2 separate regions of the Ovis aries genome follow, and region 2 is linked to region 1. The links are chromatin contacts, called in public Hi-C maps. All regions are on one chromosome and are shown on one strand. The core of a region is the stretch at or near the end of the contact, and the rest is flanking DNA. Distances in the headings are between cores, read along the strand shown. Region 1 holds the start of PROX2 (prospero homeobox 2). Region 2 overlaps RPS6KL1 (ribosomal protein S6 kinase like 1).

Region 1 (7,377 bases), core at 1,816-4,315:
AGCCCAAGCCTCATTTCACGAGGCAGGGCCAGGCATACAGGAGGTGCTTTTCTGAAACAGCAGAATACCCTTCCCAGGGGAAGGTCAGCGGAGTATCTTTGGGGACTGAGTTCCTGAGGTTCTTCCACAGCCTGACTCTGACAGGGAGACTTAACCAGCGGCCTCTTATCAAAGACCCGGACAGATAGCTTCTCTTACAGAGGGCTTTCATCTGACAAGAAAATCAGTCTATGGTGATATCTCCGTGTCTGCTGCTGGAGAGGTGTGCTGGTGGCTGTCGAGATGCTCTCAGCTCTGGGTTTGTTTGTGGCTGTTGCTCTCTGCCTGCCAGGAAAAGAACCCAGGGGTGTCCAAGCTTGGGCAGTGTTGCCAACACTTGTGACCAGCAGGTGGCGCTCATAGCACTTAGGACACAAGAGCCAGCCTGGTGTGGCCCTGTGCTGGTTCCACCCCATTCCTGCCGCCTTTGCCACAGCTTGCCAGGTAGAAGAGGCAGGACTATTCACCCCTGCTTGTGTGACTCCACAGAACCCAGGAGATGCAATTTAAGGCTGTCCCTGAGAAGCAGCAGCGTGAGCTTGGCTCACTAAAAAAGCCACATCCAAAATATGTTCTCAGGAGCTTTAATCTCACAAGATGCTGGTTGAAAGAGGGTTCTTTGGTTTTATGCATGTGGGACTGTATACATTCTCCTCTTAGTGTTTTTCATCGGACTTCATGTTAAAAAGGCTCTGAGCAGTCCCACAGAAATAGAATTAACACAGTGTTTACCCAAGCAACTACTTCTCTTGCTTCAAAAACTTTTACATTCCTGAGGGAGCGTTACTCTGAAGAAATGCCTGTTTCTGAGTGGGATCTCTCTACGGCTTGCAAAGGTGATGCAGTAAGATTCAGACCCCCTGCAGACCAGCCTGGGCCCCACAGCCTGTCTGGCGGGGGCCCCCAACCCTGCTCCACACCCACACAGCACCCAGCTCTCTCCTCAGCTGCAGCTTAGAAGCTAGTCCTTAAACTGAAGTCTTCTTACCCCTTTCACCTGGCCTCAGGTCTTGTCCCTGAAGTAAATCTCCCCTTTCCCATCAGCCCGGCAAGTTTCTGGCCCCTCGTGTATTGCCCATGAGTTATCTAGTTGGTGCAGGTAGAAGGGGCAGGACTATTCACCCTGCTTGTGTGACTCCACAGACACAAGGAGGTGCAATTTAATGAGATGTCTCAATTAAGCAGATGTCTCTTTTTGCCTGAAGAGACAAGAGGTTCCGGGAGCCACGCCTCAGTTAAGGCCATTCCTTTGGCCTGTTTGGCCAAGGGGTGTGAGCAGCTGACGTCTCAGTGATGGGGTCCCTCCTTCCACAGAGTGTTTTTGTCATATTTTGGGAGCCCATTTGGGTTTAAAAATAAACAAACCCCTTCCAGACCCAAAGGACTAAGTCAGTAGTGATAGAATCTATGTTACAGAAGAAGGTAAAGGAGCTCTCCCAGACCCTTAGATCTCAGAACTGATCACCACTTTCTCAGGAACCTACTAGCTATGAGCCACAGGGGAAGGAAGCCCCAGAATGAACATTGAGAAGACCCCCTCTCCTCTGGAAGAGCAGAGCAGTTCCCTGTGCCAAGCAGTTATGTGTCCCCTAACCTCCCCTCAGCATCCAGAGTTCCTGTCTCCCTGGGCTGGGACAAACGAGAACCCCAATTGCCCAAAAAGGATATGTGGGCCGCAGAGAAAGGAAGCGTGTCCATGACGGCCTGCCGGCCACCCGGCTCCATTTTCATTGGGGGAACGAGGGGCAGTCTTTCCAAACAGGTGGACGTGAAGGGCCAGGGGCACTGCTGCTGGCTCAAGGCCAGAGGTCGCAGTTTGGCAGCTCCCCAAGGTCGCAGGGCCACCTCGGAGGAGGGCTGGCTCGGGGCAGACGGGTCCTGAGGAAGACCACCCCTCCAGCGGCCACCGGGCCCATGGCCCAGTAGCTGGCCGAGAATCTGCTCCTCCTGGATGTGGGCAGGTGCAACCACCAAGGAACAGTCTGCTGGGGAAGCCTGATAGGGTTTGGGGATCATTCTCAGAGAGACGGGGTACCTGGGAGAATCTAGAGGTTTGGCTAGCGATAAGCTTCCCAGCGGAGCCCCCGCTGGCGGCTGGGCCCGTCTGGGCAAGGCCGCCAGAGGAAGCGGATCTTTACGGGCACTGCCCTCGGGAGGCAAGGGCTCGCTTCTCCCATCTGGCACCGGCTCCTGGAATCTCCCGCCCAGCTGAGTCAGATGCCCCGATGGATCCACCAGTACCTTTTGTAACACCGAGTCCACAGCCTGGGATATGGCCCCCGTCAGTTCTTTCTTCAGACTCTCCAGCAAGGCCGGTGCTTCAGAGGGAAGAAATCTGGGCCCCTCAGACAGGTACTGGACCTCAGACGCTCTGTGTTTCTCCACCCTGGAGAGGTCCCCGATGGACCCCTGGCAGTGGTCGCTGTCCACCCCCCAGGGCCCAGACCCAGAGCCGTTCCTCTGGCCTGCTGTTGGAGGGCCCTGGGCTGCGGCCCTGGGCTCCACGGCCTGCAGGATACGCTCCTGCAGGTGTCTCATCTGCTGCCTCAGCAGGTGGAGCTGTCCTCTCACCCGAGGGCCCCCCTTCCTGCCGCCGCCCCGGTTCCCTGCGGGGCCTGTCTCCAGGGGGTCTTGCTGCATGGGAAGGCTCTGCTTCCTCTTCCGCCCCCGGGGCTTCTCTGGGCGGCTTGGGCTGTCCCCAGCGGGGGCCCTGCCTGGCCCCAGAGAGGTTGGGGAGAGGAACATGCCTCGGACGATGGTCTCTACTCTGGCCCTCTTTGCCTGGATGTGCTCATCCCCAAAGCAGTCAGGGTCGGAGAGGCTGGAGCTGGGGACCTGACTCCAGGCAAAGGGGGAGCATCTGCTCTGCTCTCTGGGGGACAGGCTTCTTCCACCTTCCATACAAGGTTCTGTCAGATACTGGGCTGGACCCAAAAGCAAACTGGAGTTTGGATCCATCTCTTGGCTCCACAGATGCCGTAGTCAGGGTTCCGCCAGAGAGTTCCTCCTCCGGAGGCCCTCAGCCTGGAGGTGCACCTCCAGGGAGCTGGGGATCTCTCCTCTCCACTTAGAGGAAGGATTCAGACTCTGGGATTCCGGGCGCTCACCCACCTCCTGTGCACTCTGAAAACAGAGACAGGAGAAAACAGGACCTGTGACTTTGAGCGGTTCCTCTCAAACTTGACCATGCAGATGAATCAGCTTGAATCCTGTTAAAATGTAGATTCTAAGTCAGCAGGTCTGGCGTGGGGCAGCGATTGTTTCTGTATCCCCAGCCAGCTCCCAGGTGATGCCGCTGGTCCCAACCACAGTTTGAAGACATTCCCAAGAGCAGGCCTCCCAAGAGAAAGTTCTTGTCCTGCCAGGACATAAAAATAAAATAATCCATAATAATGATTGTGGCAGCCAGTTGCCTAACTAGCATTGCGCCAATAACTTTACACCCATTACCTGATTTAATTCTCCTAACAGCTCCGTGGGAATGCTGGCAGTCCTATTTTACAGATAAAGGAAACAGGCTCAGAGGAATTAAGAAGTTACCTCCCTAAGGTCATATAGTTAGTGTCAGGCTGGAGTCAGAATAAGATTTATCTTGATTTAGAATGACTTTCTGCAATAGAATCACCCTGGGGACTTGTTAAAAATAGCAGATCCAGTAGGCCCACCAGTCCTGCTTAATCAGAAGTCCTTGGTACTGTGTTAGGGCACCTGCCTTTGAAACAAGCAAAATGAAGTTTGAGAATGTGCTGTTTGACCACTATGCAGTCCTGCTCCAGGAAGAGTTGGATCATGCATTTGTCTTTCAACATTCTCACCGCTGCTCTTTAAGCATCTATTGTACATCAAGACTTCTTCTGGATGCTTGGAGAGTCTGTGGTGAATAAAACAGCATAGTCTTACTCTCATAGAGGAAGATGTATAGCAGGGGAAGAGAGAATAAATAAGTACATTTTCAGGTCATGATAACTTCTATGAAGAAAAAAGACAGTAAGGGACTGGGATGAAGGTATGGGAGAATGAGGGAGCAATGTTAGAAAAGGCTGCATAGAGCTGTTTTATTCCCATGAATATCAAAGTGCACTGCATTTGAACCAAGAGGTAATTCAGGTAGCAGGTATAAGGCACTTCGAGTTTATGAAACATTCATATGTGTAGTCATTACATCACGCACCAATCTTGACAGTTGGTGTAATTCTCCCATTTTGTAGGTGAGGAAACTGAGGCTCATCAAGGTTAAGAATGGCTCTCAGTTACTAAGATTCCAAGTCTTCTAATGCAAACACACTTCAGGTCCTTCCTCAAAGATAAGAAGACCTGCACAAGAGACTGACTTCTCTGCCTGTTAAGCAGATTCATCCTTTCCTAGAAATTTTAAATGAATTTCTTTTTTCTCTACAGATTTCCACTCTTGATTGCTTCTCTAGTACAAATGCTGGTGGGAGAGACTTTGCTTTCTTCCCATTTTCATCTTGAAGCTTGCTTGGAATTCTCTGCTTCAGGAAATCCCAGCTCTTCTGCAGCCAATGGATTCTAGTTGGTAGACTTGACCACAGCCTCCACTTGGAGCTGGCTGGCAGCTGGCAGACACACAACACAAGCTCTCTGAGGGCAACTTCATGCCAACACTAGAGTGAAAGGTAGGAGGAAATGGCAACTGCATGCCATTTTGAGGGAAATGCCACTGAAAGAAGGCTAGGTTCTCAGGTCAGTTAGAAGATTCTGGCTTTGAATAAGTAAGACATTTGTAAATTACTAAAAATAAAAATCAGTGATTTGCCAAATTAATATAAATGAAAGAATTTGCTATTGCCAAGTTTTACCAATAGTTTGGATAGTTTACCACCTCTTGGAAAGAGAAACATTTAACTTCCTGCGATCATTTGGCAATGAATATACACTATTTGTATAACATGAAAAAAATATTTAAAAATCATATCTAATAAGTACAACTTGATCATTGCATATACATTAGCTGCTTCCTAACCAATAATGATCACTGCTGCTGCTGCTGCTGCTGCTGCTGCTAAGTCACTTCAGTCGTGTCCGACTCTGTGCAACCCCATAGATGGCAGCCCACCAGGCTCCACCGCCCCTGGGATTCTCCAGGCAAGAACACTGGAGTGGGTTGCCATTTCCTTCTCCAATGCATGAAAGTGAAAAGTGAAAGCGATGTTGCTCAGTCGTGTCCAACTCTTCACGACCCCATGGACTGCAGCCTACAAGGCTCCTCTATCCATGGGATTTTCCAGGCAAGAGTACTGGAATGGGGTGTCATTGCCTTCTCCGAATAATGATCACTACACTGGCACAATTGATATTTTAACTTAGAGGGACTAAATAACAACAGTACAAACCATGTATATTTTCAGTTAAAATATACATGGTATATTTCCTGGTAGCTTAGCTGGTAAAGAATCTGCCTGCAATGCAGGAGACCCTGGTTTGATTCCTGGGTTGGGAAGATCCCCTGGAGAAGGGATGGGCTACCTACTCCAGTATTCTTGGGCTTCCCTGGTGGCTCAGACAGTAAAGAATCTGCATGCATTGCAAGAGACCTGGCTTCAATCCCTGGGTTGGGAAGATCCCCTGGAGGAGGGCATGGCAACCCACTCCAGTATTCTTGCCTGGAGAATCCCCATGGACAGAGGAGCCTGGTGGGCTACAGTCCATGTGGTCGCAGAGAGTTGGATATGACTGAGCAACTAAGCACAGCACAGCTTCCAAAAAGAAGGGCTTGGTTATAGTTATTCTTAGTGACCATTTCCTAAACTCAACATTTTCAAACCCAGAGTCTGTGGCTGCCCTCTGCCTTACCTCTCTGCCACCTATCTTCTTGTTCAGTCCAGAAGCTGGAGAGCTTCTTTGACCCCTGCCCATCTTCTTATCCTCAACATGTGGTCACTATGGCTGGTAAATTTTGGGAAAAAATGACTCTGAACCGCATTCTGCCATATTGTTCCCATTATGTTTTCCTGACTCCGCATCTCATAATTTTTCACCTGGGCAATTCCAATACCTCATGCCTGGTCCCCATCCTCTAGCCTCTTCTCACTCCGGTCCTTTTTCTACATTCATTCATTTATTCATTCAACAAATATGGGCTAAGTGGTGACAACCAACAAAATCCTCTGCCCAAGTGGAGCTAACAATCATGCAAAGGGAGACAGATGTAATAACTTAGGAAGGAATGGAAGGCCAATATACAGGGCCTTGTTGATAACTGTGAAAATATTGGCCTTCACTCTGAGATAAACGAGGACCCATTGGAAGGCTATGTGCAAACGTGACCTGACTTAGTTTTAAAAGGCTCATTCTTTACTGGGTGGGGAATAAACTAGGGGTGGAGAGCAAGGGTTGAAACAGAGAGATGGCTTAGGAGGCTCTGGGGATCAACTAGATGATAATAATTCAGATGAGATGGCTTGGACCAGGGTGATGGCAACAGAAGTGGAAAGTGGTGTCAGATCCTGGATATATGTCAAAGTTGAAACCAGTGGGGTTTACTGTTAATAACAGACTGGATGTGAGGCCCAAGAGAAAAAGAAGCATCGCTGATGATGGCTCCAAATTGTTCGGCCTGGAAGGATGGAGTTGCATGAACTGAGACGGGGAGGGCTACAGAAGAAGCCGACTTGGGGGGGAATATCAGGAGCCCAGTTTTGGAAGTGATAAATGTGAAATAATGATCAGACATCTCAATGAGGATGCTGAGAAAGGAATTGGATAACTAGGCCTTGGGCTCAATGGGGAGATCTGGGCTAGAAATATACAACTGAGAGTTGCTGGTAAATAGATGGATGGACTCATCAAGGAGCAGGGGGCTGAAGTCTGAGTCCTGGGACTTAATAGCATGAAGAGGCTGGGCAAGAGGGCACCTAAGCGGGAAACACAAAGAGCAATCAGTGAAGTAAGAAGAAGTCTAGTCTAGTCTGGTCCAGGGGTGTGTGAGGTCCTGGGAGCCCAGTGAAGGAAGTGTTTCTAGGAGATGGGAGAGGTCAAGTCACATAAGGATTGTGACTTGACCGTTCAAGTTAGTAATTCCAGATGTTACTCAGAGTCACTTGTGGTGTTTATCAGAGCAGTTTTGGTGGAGTAGAGGGCAGGGGAAGCCTGGTTGGACTGAATTTTAAGGAGAGGACAAGAAGAGGAATTGGTGACATTGACTGTGACAACTTTTTCAAGGTGTTTTGTAAGGAAGAGATAAATGGAAAAGTAGCTGGAAAGAGAAGTGGGGTCAGAGAGGGTTTCTCAAAGGAACCCTCCCACGCCATTGGTGGGAATGGAAATTGGTGCAGCCACTGTGGAAAACAGCATGGAGGTTCCTAAAATGACCCAGCA
Region 2 (7,377 bases), core at 1,603-4,102, 39 kb after region 1:
TGGGTCTGGGCACCACATTGGAATTCTTCGGAGCATGGTTAAATGCACACATCTTGTCAGGAAAGTTACTGGGCTTCATCACGTTGTATCCAACTGCATCCAGGCCTGAGGCTGCTGACCCTTGACCACCGGGAGCCATTTAGTATGGAATGCCCATTTGTATCTTGAGCAGAAGCAAGGCCTGGGGGTTGGGTGGGGGGAGGGGTGGGAGCCAGTACTGAGTGCCTGCAGCAGCTACTACGTCTTCACTATTCAGAACGTAACTAAAATATTTAAAGAAACTGATTTTAAATGCAAATTAAAGGGCAAATGTTCGCAAACAGTGTTTCTGCTTCTGTACTTCTTTTGGTTACTGAGGTTGTACTGATGAGGAAAAACTTGTTCCCCCCTGCTTGAGGCCCCTTCAAATGCTGACATTTACATTTTGGTGGGGCCTCTTGTTATTTCTGGGATGGACTGGGGAGAGGTGGAGCGACTCATAATTTCACATTTTCAGTTGATGGCCACGTGGGTACCCAGAAGCTCAAGGTTGGTCAGAACAAATGAGAGTAGATCATCTCTTGGGGCAGTGGTCTGTGAGGGTTAGCGGGTGGGGCGGAGAGCTGATCTGTGTGGCGTACGTGTGACAGTGCCTGGTAGTGTCCAGGCTGAAACAGCCTGGCTGTTGCCCACGCAGTCCCCGCCTGCGGACCTTGCTCACAGTGGTACCATCTTTGTATGAAGGTCGGTCACAGGAACAGAGTGGCTCCTAGAGGGCAGAACTAGAGCGAGTAGGGAGAAGAAACTTGGGTTCAATGAAAGAATTTTAGAATGATCAGATCTGGGGCATGGAGCTACAAGCTTTCATATCTTTAGTAAACCTACAAAGGAGATGTATTTAGCCCCATTTTTATCAAATGGAGACAGACTGTAAGCCCCGCTGGGACCACAGTTCTAAACCCAAGGCCTAGCAGAGTGCCAGATGTGCAGTGCTTATTGCACGAAGGAGGCCCAGAAGTTCCAGAGGCACTTCGTTCGGTGCTTAGGGGTGGTCTTGACGGAGTGTAGCAGAAGGAACAGACTTGGAACGGGCTCCACCAGGCTCTGGCCAGGCCCTCTCGTTTACCTCCCTGAGCTCCAACCTTCTCAGGAGCCACCATGTGTTCAAGGGGTCTCTGTGAGGATTGGACCCCCACCCGCAAGCACCACGGCCTTCTGAAGACTTTTCCGGTGTCCTCTACGTGCTGGGACTTCTCTGTGGGTTCACAGCTGCTCTGAGGGGTATAGGCTGGCATGCTGCTCACTACGAGCCCTGCTTCCTCCTTCCTAGCAGGTTCCAAACACACTCTTGGTTGTCATGGAGCTCCTCTGGGAGAACCCTCCTTTATCCCGTTCTTGCAGGGCCCCTCTCATTGTGTTAATAAGGCAAGGACACCAGAGGTAAGAGGAAGCTTTATTGGAGTGGGGGTGGAAGGGGTGGGCAAGCCCCAGGGAGAGCCAGCACCTCCCTGTGTCCTTTGCCTCAGACTCATCCCAAGGACCTCCCCACAACACCGGTCCCCAGCCCTTCACAGCCAGGACTGGAGGGTGGTGTCCCCCTGGTGGTGATGGAGACTCAGGCGAGAAGGAGTTGAGGGCAGAGGTCGATGGAAGTTTCTGTCTTGGATGCCACACCCCAGTGACAGGGTGAGTCCTAAGAGGAAGAAGAGGGCCCCCAAATCTGGGGAGGGAATTATCTTTGGGGGTAACTACTTATCCTAGCTCTTCAGAGACCAGAAACTTCTTGCTTCCGGCTAGAAGCTTGGGCAATCATTCTGGGTGATGCGTGGTTTCATTTCAAAAGGAAATGAAGTCACAGTGGGCAGTGGATTGAGTGGACCCTCAACACTGAAATGCAAAATGGTAAACAGGACAAATGTCCAAGAAGGGAACCCGAGTGGAGACAACTTTCCTTCAAGTGGCTTCAGGCTGGAGTCGGTTTTGTGGTCCCCCAGCTCAGACCCACAGGCCAGGGTTTGCTTTCTCTCCACGTGGGTGGGCTAGCTGGGGAAGGGAGCCCTTTATTCTGTTTATAAAGCTTCTGTAAGTGGCAGAGCTGTGCCTTCCCCTCTTTCTCCCCCTCCCTCCTTATCCTTATTTTCCTCCCCTCCTTTCCTTTTGCTCTCAAAGGTCTGTAATTACAAGATAAGCAGCATGGTCAGGAGGGGGTGGGTTGTCCCCCCCCGCCCCTCCCCGCTCCACCCCATATCCGCTACAGACTTCTTCCCTGCTTCCCTGCCTCCCCCACCCCCTGGGGAAGTAGCCTTTGGTAGAAGGGGCACACTAGTTGCGTGGCTAAGATGACGAGCTAGGACAGCCCTGGTTTGGAGCCAGGAAGCCAGGGTACTAGTAACCTGAGATGAGTCTCCAGAGACACCCTGAGTGGGGCACATGGCAGATCATGAGTCAAGATTTCTCGGCTCAGCAGGTGGTCAGTAGCTCAGAGCTAATGCCAAGGAAGGCACCTTTTAACAGGGCAGGTCCCAGTTCAAGGTACAGGGTGTAGACACAGCAGGTGACTGTTGACTGATGGGTGGAGGGTGGACAGGTGGAGACGTTCAAGCTGTCTAACAGGCTGAGATGTCTGCCCCTCAGCACCGACTAGAAAGCATTTCTCCAAGAGGTGGCTGGGGGAGTCCACAAGGCCCTTCCTGGTCAGTGGTGATGAGACTTCTGAGGCCCAAGGGTGGAGTCCTGACCAGGAAAGGCAAGCTGCCTTGCATTCTTTGCCCTAGGGCCACTGCTGGGAAGTGGCAGGCAAAGAGAGGAGAGGAGATCCAGGCCAGTCCAGCCGCTCCTGTCGCTGACGCCACGCCCTCCTACCCCCCCAGTTTGCTCCACTGGATGGAACTGAAAAAGGGGTGGGCCTTGAGTTCATGGACGCCGCCTCCTCCAGCGCCCAGGCGCCGGGCCGGGTCGAACTGCAGCAGCTGCGGAGAAAAGCCCAGTCAGCCCTGGGCAGGCTGGCCAGGCCCCGGGAACCCTGTTACCCTGGTGGGGGCGGACAGGGGGTCGACATTGGTGTTTGGCCACCGAGGTATAGAAATTTGTTGGCCCTATGACCCTCCTGCACCCATGCCAGACACCTAGTACATGGGGTGACTTGTTCACACACAGGGCTCTGCCCTCCCTTCTGTCCACCCTCAGGCCAAGAAGGCGCCACCGGGAGGCCGCCTGCACCTCACCTCAGTCAGCAGGGAGGCCGCCGGGCCACTGAGCCACTCGGGCAGCTGCAGCTGGGTGTGGGGCTGGATTCCTGAGGGGTGGCTCTGGGACAGCGCCTGGGAAGACACAGGGAGGCGGCCCCCAGGAGTCTGTACACTCCACTGGCGGCCGAGATTGCATCTCTTCGCCCTGTGTTATACCTCACGGGCATGGCCATGACTCCATCGCCTTCTGCTTTGGATCTGCTGCCTGCCGGGCTGAGGAAGGTGCCTGACACCTGTGATCCCTAGTTTCTGCAACAACCTTCAAAGTAAGCAATTGGCACCCCCATTTTAAGGGCAAGAAGCAGGTTGACGGATTTGTGCTGAGTTCAGGGTTTGAACCCAGGCCCCTATGGCTCCAAGCTTGCTAGAAGCACCGGTCTTGGGTTGCCATCGGGGCAGGCACTCTATCAGGAATAGCACTGAAACCTGTCTCCTTACAGAAAGCAAATCTCCACGGGCGGCTCCTTTGCCATGGCATGCTCCTGCCAGGGTCAAGGCAGGGCTGTGGTGGGAGAAGAAGGCAGGACCTATCTGCGTTCCAGAAGGGTGCAGCTGCGGGGGAGCAGAGGGGTGTGTCTGGAGGTCAGGAAGACAGGCAAGAAGCCACCAGGAGGAGGGCCAGGAGCCCTGAGCTGGACAGGTGGGAGGGCCCTGGCTAATAGGAGAGAACCACTCTGGGCGGCTGTTTGCAGCCAGAGCTCTCAGAGGCCCTGGCCTCGGGACCAAAGCAGGAGGGAGCCAGGAGTGACCGGTCAGCTCTGAACTTCCAGTTACACCACATCCACTCAGGACATTTCCTGCTCAAATGGAGCTTGGCCTCTCCCTGCTGCCTGACTTAACCAGCCCCAGGTGCAGCACTGAGCTCATGAGGGAGGACAGAGAGCTGAGCCCACCACCCTGAGCAAGGTGTTTGCGAGGGGAACTTCAAGCTCTGGTTCGACCCAGGCTGGACAGGGCAGCTGCCGGCCTGGGATGATGGATACCCTCTCTCTGGTCTTCCAGCCAAAGTCTAGGGGTCACAGCTCTGAAGGGTGTGGGACGGGGTGTGAGGGGGAGTGGAGCGTGGTGTGAGCAGTGGGGAGAGGAGGCCTGTGAGGGATGATCTGAGGAACAAGGCTGCGTCACACTCAGCTGCCCTCCAGAGCTAGGCCCAGGCACCCTCTTCCAGGAACCTTCCCTGAGCACCGCAGCTCAACTCTCCCTCATCTAAGTTGACAGTCTCCCAAGCTATCGCCACTTGCCTGACGAGGGTCGGGGTGCAAGGTGTGGCCAAGGCCTTGGTGGGAATTGCTTCCTCCTTCTCTCACGGCCTCTGGGCTGGGGGAGAGGGGGCCTGTGCTGACAAGACATTGGGCCCAATGGCCAGGTATTGAGCGATCAGGTAGGCTCAGCCCCCAAGACTGACCGGTTGGACTAACCCCAGCCCATTCTATGCTCAGTGACACCAGCCAGGCTCCACACCCTGCCCACACAGAGCTCACCGTCCCAGTCAGCAGTTCATACAGGAGAGACCCAAAGCTCCACCAGTCGCAGGCTTCGGTCAGCTCCGAAATCCCACCGACCTCTGTGGGAGCCAGAACAGTCCTCAGCCTTGCTGAGAGGGCAGGTCTCCCTTCAACCCCTCCCCACCATCCCCACCTCCAGGATGGGCCTGTTGCCTCTCTCATCCTCAGTCCCCCGGCCCACCCACACACAGACACTCAGGGGCTGCCTCACCCTTCCCTTCTTGCCTGGGGCACTGTAGAGGTTGTGCGAAGCCTCCCTGCAGCACTGGGGCTCCACCTCTGACCACTGGCCAAAATACGTGAGCCGGATGTGGCCTTGTCATGCCGTGTGTGTGCAGGGAGGAGCCAGAGGGGGACGAAAACCGCAGTTAGTCATCTTGGAGCCTTTGGCGTGGGGCAGGGGACCCCAGGAGCCAGTGGGCCGTGCTGGGCAGAGGTTCCCTAGGGGCTCGGCCCCCCAAGGCCCCTGGAACAACCTGGTCATCACAGGAGCGGCTGCCCCAGAGCTCAGGGTGGGGAAAGGGTGTGCTTTCCAAGCTTAACCACAGCCGGCCAGCCGGGCTTGGCCGAGGCCTTCCCGAAAAGGCAGGGGGTGGGGGTGGTCCAGGGGGAACAGTCAGATACCGTCTGCCTCCTCTTGGCTCTGGGGAAATCTCAAGGCTGTGGGGGCCTCCCTCCTGAGGGGTGGGGTGGGGTTAGGGCCCACTCCTCTGCCCCCAGCCCCCACACCCCGCCTGGGGCTCCTACCGGCCTGGTCCAGGAGCAGATTCCGGGGATTGAGGTCCCGGCACAGCACCCCTTGCTGGTGCAGCGCCTCCAGGGCCAGCAGCGTCTCGGCCGCCCACTGCCTCACCTGCTCCTCCTTCAGACTCCAGGCACCCCTGCCGGACACCAGGCTGGCCCCTCCAGAGGCCGAGAGGTGGCTCGGGCCTCTGCCTCGGCTGCAGCCCCCCAGCACCCGGCCGGCCCCGGCCCGAACCCAAGGGAGCCCCCATGGGGGCGCGGGCTCCGAGCTCCGGCCAAGTCCTCGCCCGGTGTGGGAGTGCAGGCGGCCACCTGGGGCCTTTGGAAGGTCCCAGACGCGGGCAGTGCTCGTTCTGGCTGAGGCTTCACCCCCAGTCTCTCTCTGGGGTTTAACGGCCACCACCCTCCTGGCTGGGGTGAGGCTCTGAGAAGTCCACGGAGGCTCCAGAGGGATTCCGTCCCGCGGGCGGGTGTGCCCCGGGGGCACTGAGCTGGTCCCGAGGCTGAGACGGGAGTTTAGTGGAGCCTTCATCCTCTCCAGACTGGAGCCAGATCCGGTCCCAGACTGCTGGGGGCACGGCTGGGAGAGCAGGTGGGACCAGAGCGTACCTCCTGGGCCAAGCAGAGGGAGCCGCAAGCGTGGGGACGGGAGAGGAAATGAGTGTGGACGCGTCTTTGTCCCACGCCTGCTCCCCCTCTGTCTTGGGCACAGACCCTCTGCCTTCAGATCCTCACTTGGCTCCCTCCCCTCCCGAAGCCCAGGATGCCCTCTCTCCTCCTCTCCACCCACCCGTGACGGGGCCCCAGCCTCACAAAATAGGTGCTTAACCCCTAAGAAGATGTAAATTATTCTCTAATGTCTTTGGTCTAGGTGGCGGGTTCTCCAGTGTCTGATGTATTATATATTTTTCAAAGGGAGAATCCTGGAGAAGGGCATGGCAACCCACTCCAGTATTCTTGCCTGGAGAATCTCATGGACAGAGGAGCCTGGAGGGCTGCAGTTCACGGGGTCACAAAGAGTCAGACACAACTGAGCGACTGAGCACAGCACAAAGGGAGAATAGTGTCATGAATTTAATTAAGTAAAATTAAAGAAGGCTAGGCATGGATCTGTGATGACTATATGTCACGATCCAGAGAGATGCACCTCATTGAAAACAAACAAACAGAAATCCTAGCTGATCAATAAATATCCGCTGTGGCCCAGTTCCTGTAATTACAGCTTTGGCACCATCATCCCATATGGCCACTCGGGGGGGTGGGCATGGACTAGAAGAGTGAAAAGAACCAAGACTGGGGGAGATGGTGACAAAGGGGACACCTGCATACGTGCCCTCATTCATCCAAGATGTGAACGTCCTCCTTGGACGTCTCCTGCCCCCTGGCATCACTGAGAAGCCTGCAGCAGGCTAGTCCTGCCTTCACCCTCCAGGAAGGCTGGGCCTGTGGCTGGGTAATGAGCTCCGAATTTTAAGGGGATGAGACAGGACAATCTCCTGAAGGCCTGAGGAGCCGATGGGGCCCCCGGGGTCCGCTCACCTTTCACGTGCTCCAGGTGCAGGAAGATGGAGTCATCAGTCACAAAGTACCGCAGCAGCTGGGTCATGTAGGGGACGCCGTGTGGGATGATGGTCAGCCGCTCCCGGCTCGCCACGTGGCACCTGGACAGGCCCTGAGGAGGGGGCAGGCCGGGCAGATCAGCTGGGGACCGGCCAGAGGCCACTCTGCTCTTCAGGGACAACCAGATGAAGTGTGGGAGCCCCCTCTGAGGAGCAGCTGCCTCCCCCTAGTTCCTGTCCTGACCCGCAACCCTCTTTCCACCATGGAAGGCAGGCCCTCCCCTCCCTGTCTGGGCCAAGGGTAGGGCAGTATATGTGTGTGTTTTTCTGGGAAGTCGGGCA

What was found. Hi-C and Micro-C count contacts between places; a contact is called where the count stands out from the background.
Region 2: a contact with region 1 is called in a Hi-C map of tail adipose tissue, with 4 times the contacts expected there. The contact joins the enhancer-like site here to the promoter of PROX2 in region 1. A contact is called at or near these places in 6 of 16 Hi-C or Micro-C datasets (blood, liver, mixed tissues and 2 more).

The regions. Positions count from the first base shown.
Region 1 is chr7:84,197,707-84,205,083 of ARS-UI_Ramb_v3.0, forward strand. It overlaps PROX2 (prospero homeobox 2), which reads right to left and starts at 3,066. Exons shown (of 3, transcript XM_027972028.3): 1 at 2,281-3,066. The coding sequence starts at 2,997.
Region 2 is chr7:84,236,584-84,243,960 of ARS-UI_Ramb_v3.0, forward strand. It overlaps RPS6KL1 (ribosomal protein S6 kinase like 1), which reads right to left. Exons shown (of 10, transcript XM_060418352.1): 6 at 7,016-7,148; 7 at 5,480-6,088; 8 at 4,469-4,791; 9 at 3,204-3,299; 10 at 1,416-2,948. The coding sequence ends at 2,838. It overlaps DLST (dihydrolipoamide S-succinyltransferase), which reads left to right. Exons shown (of 15, transcript XM_004010793.5): 15 at 1-320. Among named protein-coding and RNA genes, the nearest start is that of RPS6KL1, 14 kb to the right of the region's middle. Within about 2 kb of position 2,853, at least 18 of the 54 cell types and tissues checked have an H3K27ac peak or open chromatin away from gene starts, as enhancers often do.